3 separate regions of the Mus musculus genome follow, and regions 2 and 3 are each linked to region 1. The links are chromatin contacts, called in public promoter capture Hi-C maps. All regions are on one chromosome and are shown on one strand. Each heading gives the region's core, a stretch centred on a gene start, on an enhancer-like site or on the middle of the called end of the contact. The rest is flanking DNA. Distances are from core to core; before and after follow the strand shown.

Region 1 (2,731 bases), core at 51-2,550:
TTGTTGAACAGCCTAGGCGTTGGAACCCAGGTGAAGTTGCCACATACTGGGCCACTGCAGTTTCTGTCACCCAGCGTCAGTAGATGGCATTTCCAAGGCTCCAAGGCAAATAACGGATCAGAAAATAACTGATGGCCTTGGATGAACTTCCAACTACGCAGAAATTACTCAATAAATAAATACATAAAAATAAAGAATAAAAAAGTAAAATAAAAAAATAGGCGTCTCCCAATTGCCCGAATGGGGTGTACAAACCCCATCAATTTCACCCTGTTTATCAGACAGGGTATCTCTTAACCATAATCCAGGAACCAACAGGAAGCTTACTGTTTAGAGTCTGCCATTCACCTTGGGATTCTGCAGAGGGAATGCATTTCCTGGAGACCCTAGACACAGCTGGGTCAGCCCACCCCTCCATTATCCGGGATGAAAAGAGAATTTGGGGCTTTTTCTCTTCCTCCTCCTCCTCCTCCTCCTCCTCCTCCTCCTCCTCCTCCTCCTCCTCCTCCTCCTCCTCCTCCTCCTCCTCCTCCTCCTCCTCCTCCCCTCCTCCTCATCCTCCTCCTCCTCCTCCCCCCCCCCTCCTCCTCCTCCCCCCCCCCCACCACCATTTCGGTCCAAATTAAAAGCAACAGTTTATTAAATATTAGGTACTGACCAAGAGATGGACCTGGGTCAGAAATATCCGCAGAATTTCCCAGCCGGAATAGCCCCCGGTCACATATTGTAGGGGTTTATACAGATAATCAATTTGGCCACCGCACTTTCTCACGAGGGTTACTTAGAAAAAAAAACTACAATTCCCAGAATCGCTAGAAGTTACCTGGCTCCTGGGCCGGTAACGCTTACAGGCTAATTTTGGCAATTACATACGCAAGCTTGATTTCCATTACATATCCACCTTCATTTCCGGAGGAAGAAAGGGAAGTGCCTAATGAATAAAGCAAAGGTAGTTCAAGCAAGCTCCAGATTTCCCGATTTAGAGAGCTAGGGAGGGCAGGGTCAATTCCTACAAAGGGGAGGAGCAGCCCGAGCTGACGCGGTGGGTTCTCCCCAGAGCTGGATGGGAAGACAGACGGGTATGCTTTTGGAAAACAGGCACAAGCGCTACTGAAATTCAAATCTCTGTGTATCTGCAGAAAGAATGATACTGTAGTGGAAGACCAGGCCAGCAACCAAGCGGAGTCCCATCTGCACATTCTAACCCTAAGGGAGGTTTAATGGCCAATCAGAACCTTGAGGTGGAGCTGTTCATGTTACGCAAGACTTAGTGACCAATCGGAGCCTTGGGGTGGATTTGTCAGTCAGGAGAGAAGGCGGGACCTTCCGGGTTCCTTGCGGCAGTTTCAGCTCTATAACGGACCCTGCTGGAAAAGTTCTGATTGTTTTTCTCTAAGCGCTGCTGCTGGGTGCTGTGAGGGAAGCTCTAGCAAGTTGCTAATTCGCGACATGGTGAGTGCAGAGCCACTGCCCACAGAGGGAAGGAGCAGGCAGTTGTGTAGCAGAAGTTGGTATGGTGGCTTGTCCCTGGGTCTGGGTGGTAAGTGTGGCCAGATCTGACCACCTGTTACTTCCCTTTTTGTCCTAGTCATTCCCTGAACCCAGCGGTGGGCTGTGAATAACTTCACTATGAGGGCGGCATCTGCTCAAAGCATCTGGCTCAGAGACTTGTGTGTGGAAACATCCTTAGCAGGATGTCAAACTCAGAGAGGCCTAGTTTCTCTACTTCTAAAAGTTAACTCCCCCATCATTTAACATTTAGCTGTAAGACCTATTTGGAGTTAATTCTGTAGAAGTTATAAAAGGCATCTCATGTTGGGTAGCACTCCCATATCAAACTGTGGTGTAGAAGAGTAGAATTGATGATGTTAAAGGATTTACCAATGCTTAGGAGATAGTTAAGCGACAGCAAGTAGAGTTTAGCTGAGGGAGGAATGCCTCTGAGACACCCTACAGATAAGTAGTGTGCTAACCAGACCCGTTAGAGATCAGGATGCTAGGATAGATATATTTGTTCACTAGGATTGTCCAGAAAAGTGCTCCAGTGCTTAACAAAGGAGGCTACTCTGATTGACAACCAGCCACTAGGGCCATCCTCATAGCAAAGAACTGGCTGCTCAAGGGAGCGTTATAGAGTCCCAATCAACATTAAAGGCTGTTTATCACAAAGTGCTGCTAGTTTTCTTCTTGAGAAAAAGCATAGTTCTGCCATATTCGCAGGAGAACACCGGCTGGCAACTCTTTGAAAAGGGAAAACACTGTTGGGTCCAGGACTGGCTTGATCAAGCAAGGCTTTCTGTGAGGCCCTTATGTATAGAAAATGGCATAGCTCTTTCTCAAACCCAGGAACATGCTTGACAGAGCCAGGTAGGCCCTCATGTATTGAGAGTAAAATAGAACTTTTCTTTTTCTTTTTCCTTTTTTTCTTCCTTTGTCTTTATTATTAGTAGTAATTATTTTACTTATTTACATTCAAATGTTGTCCCTTCCTGGTCTCCCCTCCACAACCTCCATCCCATCCCCTCCCCTTTGCCTCTATGAGGGTTCCTACCCACTCACCCACTCCTGCCTCACCCTTCTAGCATCCCCCCCTACCCCCAGGGGGGCAACAAGCTTCCACAAGACCAAGCTCCTCCCCTCCCATTGATGTTAGTTAAGGCAGTCCTCTGCTACTGCTACATATGTAGCAGGAGCCATGAACCCACTCATATATACTCTTTGGTTGGTGGTT
Region 2 (2,860 bases), core at 309-2,808, 1.2 Mb before region 1:
TTGCTACAGTTCCGGTACTGTGAAGGATTTTTCATGATTATATCTTTTTAGGTTGTAAACTCTTTTTTAAATCTGGATCATTTGAAGTGAAAAGAGATATCTTTAATCTAGGCCACAGCTTCTGGTGGCAGACTACATTTATAAAGGTCACTGAAGATGGTAATTCTTTCTCCTGTTCTTCATGTCTTACCCTGACCAGCAAGCTCAGTTTTTGGAAAACTGGCCTACTTATTCCTAATTGTGATGTAGACTGAAGACCAGCAGTGTCATCCAGCCACATGGACTGAGCCACTACTATATTCTTCATCTGTCCATTTGCAGACAGCCATTGTTGGACTGGTTGGACCACAGCTTACAAGCCATTCCAATAAATCCACTTTCTACATGTACAGAGAGATCCGTTCTATCAGTTTTGTCCATTAGGATACCTTTATTAATACAGCTGTGGGTTTTTTCCTCTTCGCACTAAGGAAGATGTGCTGGCTAGCAATAGTGTTGTGTAGAGTTTCTCATCTCTTTCCTGCTTTTCTCCTGGGGCTGTGTAAAGTCTGATGCCTACCAGGTGAAACATAGCTGCAGTTTACCTGACCCGACCATGAAACCACAGAACAAAAATCTTAGTGTTTCCTAAAAATCTCCTCAATTGTCAATATTCTGGGTGCCCTTCCCCTATGGACTGGATTGTTTATTACACTGCAAGTTAAATAATGGGCCCTGCAAGCTATCTGCCTTGATTACAGGAGGGAGAAGGGGAGTGCTGGAAGCCAGAAGCAAGACTTTCCCTCCCCCCTGCTGCTTGAGGAATTCTCAGTTTGCAGAAGCCTTTCCCTTCCCCCTGCTCCTTGCCCTTTCCCTGCTGATATAAACAAGCCTTTCCCTGCCAGTGTAAAGAAGCTCAAGACTGCCTGCCCCCTTCCCCATCTGAGGGGACTGTCTAATGGTCAAAATGACCACAACTGCCATAGCAAGACTAGCTGTTCTCAAAAATTTGCTATAACAATAAAAACGGTCCCTGGGACCCCGGCCTCAGTTTGAATTCTAAGATAAACCGACCTTGCTGACAAAGTTTCTGACATCGCTGGCTGACACCAAAAGTAAAAAACATAACTGTTACTTTGCTGGCCAACATTGATAAAGTTGTGTAACCCTCCCTCCATGCCCCACAAATAAAGAGTAGTTAAAAAAAACAAAAAACTGTAGTTTAAGCAGTTGGGATTTACTCTCCCTGCGAGGCTGAGCAACCCTGTGCGCATTGGAATAAAAACCTGTCTTGCCATTGCAGCGATCTATTGTCAAGCTGTGTCTCTAGGGGTCGCGTTCTCAACATTTGGGCCCCTGGGGTCCTAGCACAACCCCTTTGCTTTATCCCATCAGTGCACTCTCACCCTATTATCTGGAAAACGGTCGGCCCTGGAACAGCAACGTGGGCCAGGAATCATTAAACTGAGTCCCTTCATCACACACTAACCTTAAGGGAGTTGCTTATGTCATTCAAGACTCGCTGGCCAATCACGGCCTCCAGTCTGACCTGCCAGTCAGAAGTGGAGGCGGGTGCTTCCCGGTGCTATGCTGCCGGTTCCAAACTATATCTGAGGAGTGTGGTGTGGTTTGTGTGTCCTGCTCTGTGTGCTACTGCTGGGTGCTGTGAGGGGAATTCAGACGAGCTCAGACCTCGCGACATGGTGAGTATATGGCAGCTGCTTCCAATGGGAAGGGGCAGGCGATTGAACAACTGGAGCGAGTATGGTGAGTCCTCCCTGGGGCAGGGTGCGCACCGCGAACCTCAGGTATACAGGGCCACTTGTGAGGTCTTTTGTGGTCTTAGCTGCTCTGAAAAACTCTGCTCTGGGGCTTCATCTGCGCGAATATTTAAGCATGGGCTTGTGTGTTGAAACCTTCTTGGCAAGATGGCAAACACAGAAATGCCTAGTTTCTCCAGTATCTTCTACAATTTTGTTTGTTTGGTTGGTTGGTTCTTTATAACTTTTGGATATTACCCCTTATTGGCTATAGGGTTGGTGAACATCTTTTCTCAGTTTGTAGGCTACTGTTTTGTCCTATTGACAGTGTCCTTTCCCTTACAGAAGCTTTTCATTTTCTAGAAATGTATTAACTGTTGGTCTTAGAGCCTGAGCCATTGGTGTTCTGCTCAGGAAATTCTGTGTCCTGTACCAATGCATTCAAGGGTATTTCCTACTTTGTCTGCTGTTAGATTCAGTGTAGCTGGTTTTATGTGAGGTCCTTGATCCATCCTGTGCAGGGTGATTCTTCTATACACACAGCCAGTTAGACCAGAACATTTGTTCACCGTGCTTTCTTTTTCTATTCTATGGTTTTGGCTTCTTTGCCTAAGAAGTGTCCATAGGTGTATGAGTTCATTTCTGGGTATTCGATTCCACTGATCTGCCTGTCTGTACTGATACCATTTGGTTTCTATCACTATTGCTATGTAGTACAGCTTGAGATCACGAATTGTGATGCCTCCAGAAGTTTTTTTATGGTTCGGGATTTTTTGGGCTATCCTGGGAGTGTTTGTTCTTCCATATGAGGTAGAGATTTCCACTTTCTATTTTTTTTGAGATTTAGTTATTTGTTATATATAAGTACGCTCTAGCTGTCTTCAGGCACACCAGAAAAAGGCTTCAGATCTCATTACAGATGGTTGTAAGCAATTATGTGGTTAATGGGATTTGAACTCAGGACCTCTGGAAGAACAGTCAATAATTTTAAATGCTGAGCTATCTCTCCAGCCTGAGACTTGCAACTTCAATGTGTGTAGAAAATTGTGTTTGAATTTTGAGGGGAATTGCATTGACTTTGTAGATTGCTTTTGGTACCATGGCCATACTGACTATGTTTT
Region 3 (2,773 bases), core at 175-2,674, 1.9 Mb before region 1:
TGACGTCCTCTTTTGGTGTGTCTGAAGACAGCTACAGTGTACTTACATACAATAATAAATAAATCTTTAAGTGGGAGTGAGCAGGGGCGGAGCTGGAGGTCAACCAGAGTGAGCAGAGGTCCTAAAATCAAACTCCCAGCAACCACATGGTGGCTCACAACCATCAATACAGCTACAGTATACTCATATACATAAAATAAAGAAAGAAACCTTAAAAAAAAAGTCTTTAGATATTCCCAGATGCTTTCTGTCTTGGAAATCGAAAGTTTCTGTTAACCCATTAAAGGTTTTTTTTTTTTTCTTTCTCAAAAGCTTGCATAATTTAGGAAAATACAATTTTAAAACAATGGAGATCTATCTTGCCTAGTTTATCTTTCCACAATAGCAAAATGGGAGCTATGAGATTATATTCAGTTATGTAGCCCAGGTTGGCCTCAGACTCAGAGATCTGCCTTCCTCTGCCTCCAGAGTACTGGAATTAAAGGTATGAGCCAACTTCTTGATCAAGATTTAATTCTTTTTTTTTTTTTTTTGGCAGGATTTCTCCTGGCTGTCCTGGAACTTTCTCTATAGACTAGGCTGGCCTTGAACTCAGAGGTCTGCCTGACTCTCTCTACAGAGTGTTGGGACTAAAGACGTGTACCATCTCCACTGGGCAAGATATAAATTTTTATTTTATGTGTATGGGTGTTTTATCTGCACGAGTGTCTGTGTACCACTAGTGTGCTCGGTGTCTTTGGAGGTCAGAAGAGAGCGTCCGCTTGGAACAGGAGTTACAGATAGTTGTGAGCTGACGTGTGAGTGCTGGAATTGAGCCCTTAAGAGCAGTTTGGGCACTTACCTGTTAAGCTACCTCTCTATCATATCATCCCTTCTCCCCTGCAGAATTAGGTTTAAATAGAAAGCAAGAGGTATGTAACTAAGCAGTCTTACCAAGCAATCTTAGTTTGTGGCCCCTCGCTATCATTGTCTCCGACTGAAGTCTGTCCTGCAAAGTGGTCTAGGAAGTTGTCAGAACGGTGTGAAATCTGTTTTCCTGTGACAAGTCCCTGCTCTGACTGCCTCCTGGCTTCAGCACATCCTTTCTCCCATCATGGAATTTCTATTTCTGTGTTCCATTGTCTCAATAGTCTGTAGAGGAAGGGGCACAGAATGTCTCTTTAGACTATCATATTCCTGCCAGGCCTGTCACACCATATGGGAGACAGCTTTCAGACTTCCACTCAAAGGCGTTGCATTTAGCTGCCCGCCCACATGGAATCAAAGTTCCTGGATGGTGGCCTCCAACGTCCGGAGCTCACTCACGCCGCCACCACAGTTTCCAAGGAAACTGGAACCACCCGGTCTGCCATGCTGACTGCTGGCAGGCACACTCGGGTCAAAAGTGTTAGTGGGCATGCGCATTATTCTACTGGGCGTGGACATGTCCTGCCGGAAATCTAAAAGACACCGGAAATAGAGTGGCCGTGAAACCTTAAATGTTGTAGTCATTCGAGTGTTACTTCGCTGGCGGGTCCGCGAGGTGGTTTGGAACTTTTCCATCCGGGACTCTTCGGCTTCCGTGGGCGGAAGTCGCCGTCAGGCGTGCCGTGTGCAGAGCTCTCGGCCGGGCAGTGTGAGGTGAGTGGCGGCGGCGGCGGCGCAGGGGGTGGGAGGACGCAGTGCTGTGCCGAGCGCTGGTTTGTGCTGAAGGACTGGGCTGAGGCGGCTGCCGGGGCTCGTCAGATGGGGTGGGGGTCGCGTGGTGCGCTTTCACCCTGTTCCCGAGGGTTTCCCGTATCTTGGGTGTTTTGTCACTTCCCAATGTGCTCTCCTGTGGGTTTTCACGCAGTCGTCCATGAAAGTTGTCAGCTGAGGCCATTAGGGGGCGGGACTCAGTGAGTGGGCGCTGCACGCAGCGGGTCCCCGGGTGGGAGTCGGGAGCTTAAGGGCGAAGACTTTGAGGTGGCCTGTGCCCCACTCAAGCCGTGATTGGCGTAGGGGTCAGCAGAGGCAGCGATGGAGCCTAGGGCGGGAGTGGGATGCTTGTGAGGGCGACTCTGGTCGTTAGTGTTGGCGTGGCCAGTGACTGTGGCTTGATTCCGGTTAGCACTATGTGAAGAAAATCCCGTCGGCTTGACCAAAGTAGCAAGTGTCAAGACCACAGGTGTCGGAACTGCGAGTGCTCAGGCTCTCACGGATGAGGGAGGGAGAGAGGGAGGGAGGGAGGGGGTCCCACGCTTTGCATGCTGCCTAGTTATCTAGGCTGCTGAGCTCAAGAGATTTCTTCTAAGGTCCGTAAAAGTAGGGAATCTTGTTTTATGGGCTGCTTTTGGGTCTCCTTTTCCAACTAATTCGTTCCTACCTCTGGATGACCAGCATTATTGAAGGAATGATCCCAAATATTAAAAACACTTTCACTCTTTGGGGCACATTAGAGTCATACTTGGGAATCCTTTGGACATTATGTGCATCAGTGCTTGCCTGTCTTTGGGATCCTATACAGACGTTAAAGATCACTGGTTGGCAGTTGACCAAAATAATATTGGGCCGTTTTATTTGTACCCTAATGTTTGTGTTGATTTGGAGTGCTTAAAAAACTGTGTATTGGTCTGAGAGGAGTAAGTAGCTCATATCTTTAAATCCCAGCACTAATGGGGCCCAGGCAGTGAAAGTTAAAGGCTAGCCTGGTCTACATAGCAAGTTCAGGATAGCCAGAGCTAAATAATAGACCTTGTCTCAAATACAGACACACACACACACACACACACACTTACACATGGGAGCGGGGGAG

Evidence for each region. Promoter capture Hi-C pulls out the DNA fragments that hold promoters and counts their contacts.
Region 2: a promoter capture Hi-C map of embryonic stem cells shows a contact between it and region 1, with 3 times the contacts expected there. The contact joins the promoter of Zfp976 here to the promoter of AI987944 in region 1. A contact is called at or near these places in 2 of 39 promoter capture datasets (embryonic stem cells and hippocampal neurons).
Region 3: a contact with region 1 is called in a promoter capture Hi-C map of liver, with 5 times the contacts expected there. The contact joins the promoter of Zfp715 here to the promoter of AI987944 in region 1. A contact is called at or near these places in 7 of 39 promoter capture datasets (the C10 cell line, cranial neural crest, hippocampal neurons and 3 more), 1 of 484 Hi-C or Micro-C datasets (CD4 T cells) and 1 of 115 datasets of contacts at active chromatin or transcription factors (astrocytes).

What each region holds. Positions count from the first base shown.
Region 1 is chr7:41,391,948-41,394,678 of GRCm38.p6, reverse strand. It overlaps AI987944 (expressed sequence AI987944), which reads left to right and starts at 1,300. Exons shown (of 5, transcript NM_001199330.1): 1 at 1,300-1,452. Gm17102 (predicted gene 17102) reads right to left here and starts at 981. Exons shown (of 2, transcript NR_166533.1): 1 at 659-981.
Region 2 is chr7:42,641,302-42,644,161 of GRCm38.p6, reverse strand. It overlaps Zfp976 (zinc finger protein 976), which reads left to right and starts at 1,558. Exons shown (of 4, transcript NM_001242388.1): 1 at 1,558-1,682. The coding sequence starts at 1,680.
Region 3 is chr7:43,311,951-43,314,723 of GRCm38.p6, reverse strand. It overlaps Zfp715 (zinc finger protein 715), which reads left to right and starts at 1,424. Exons shown (of 5, transcript NM_027264.4): 1 at 1,424-1,620.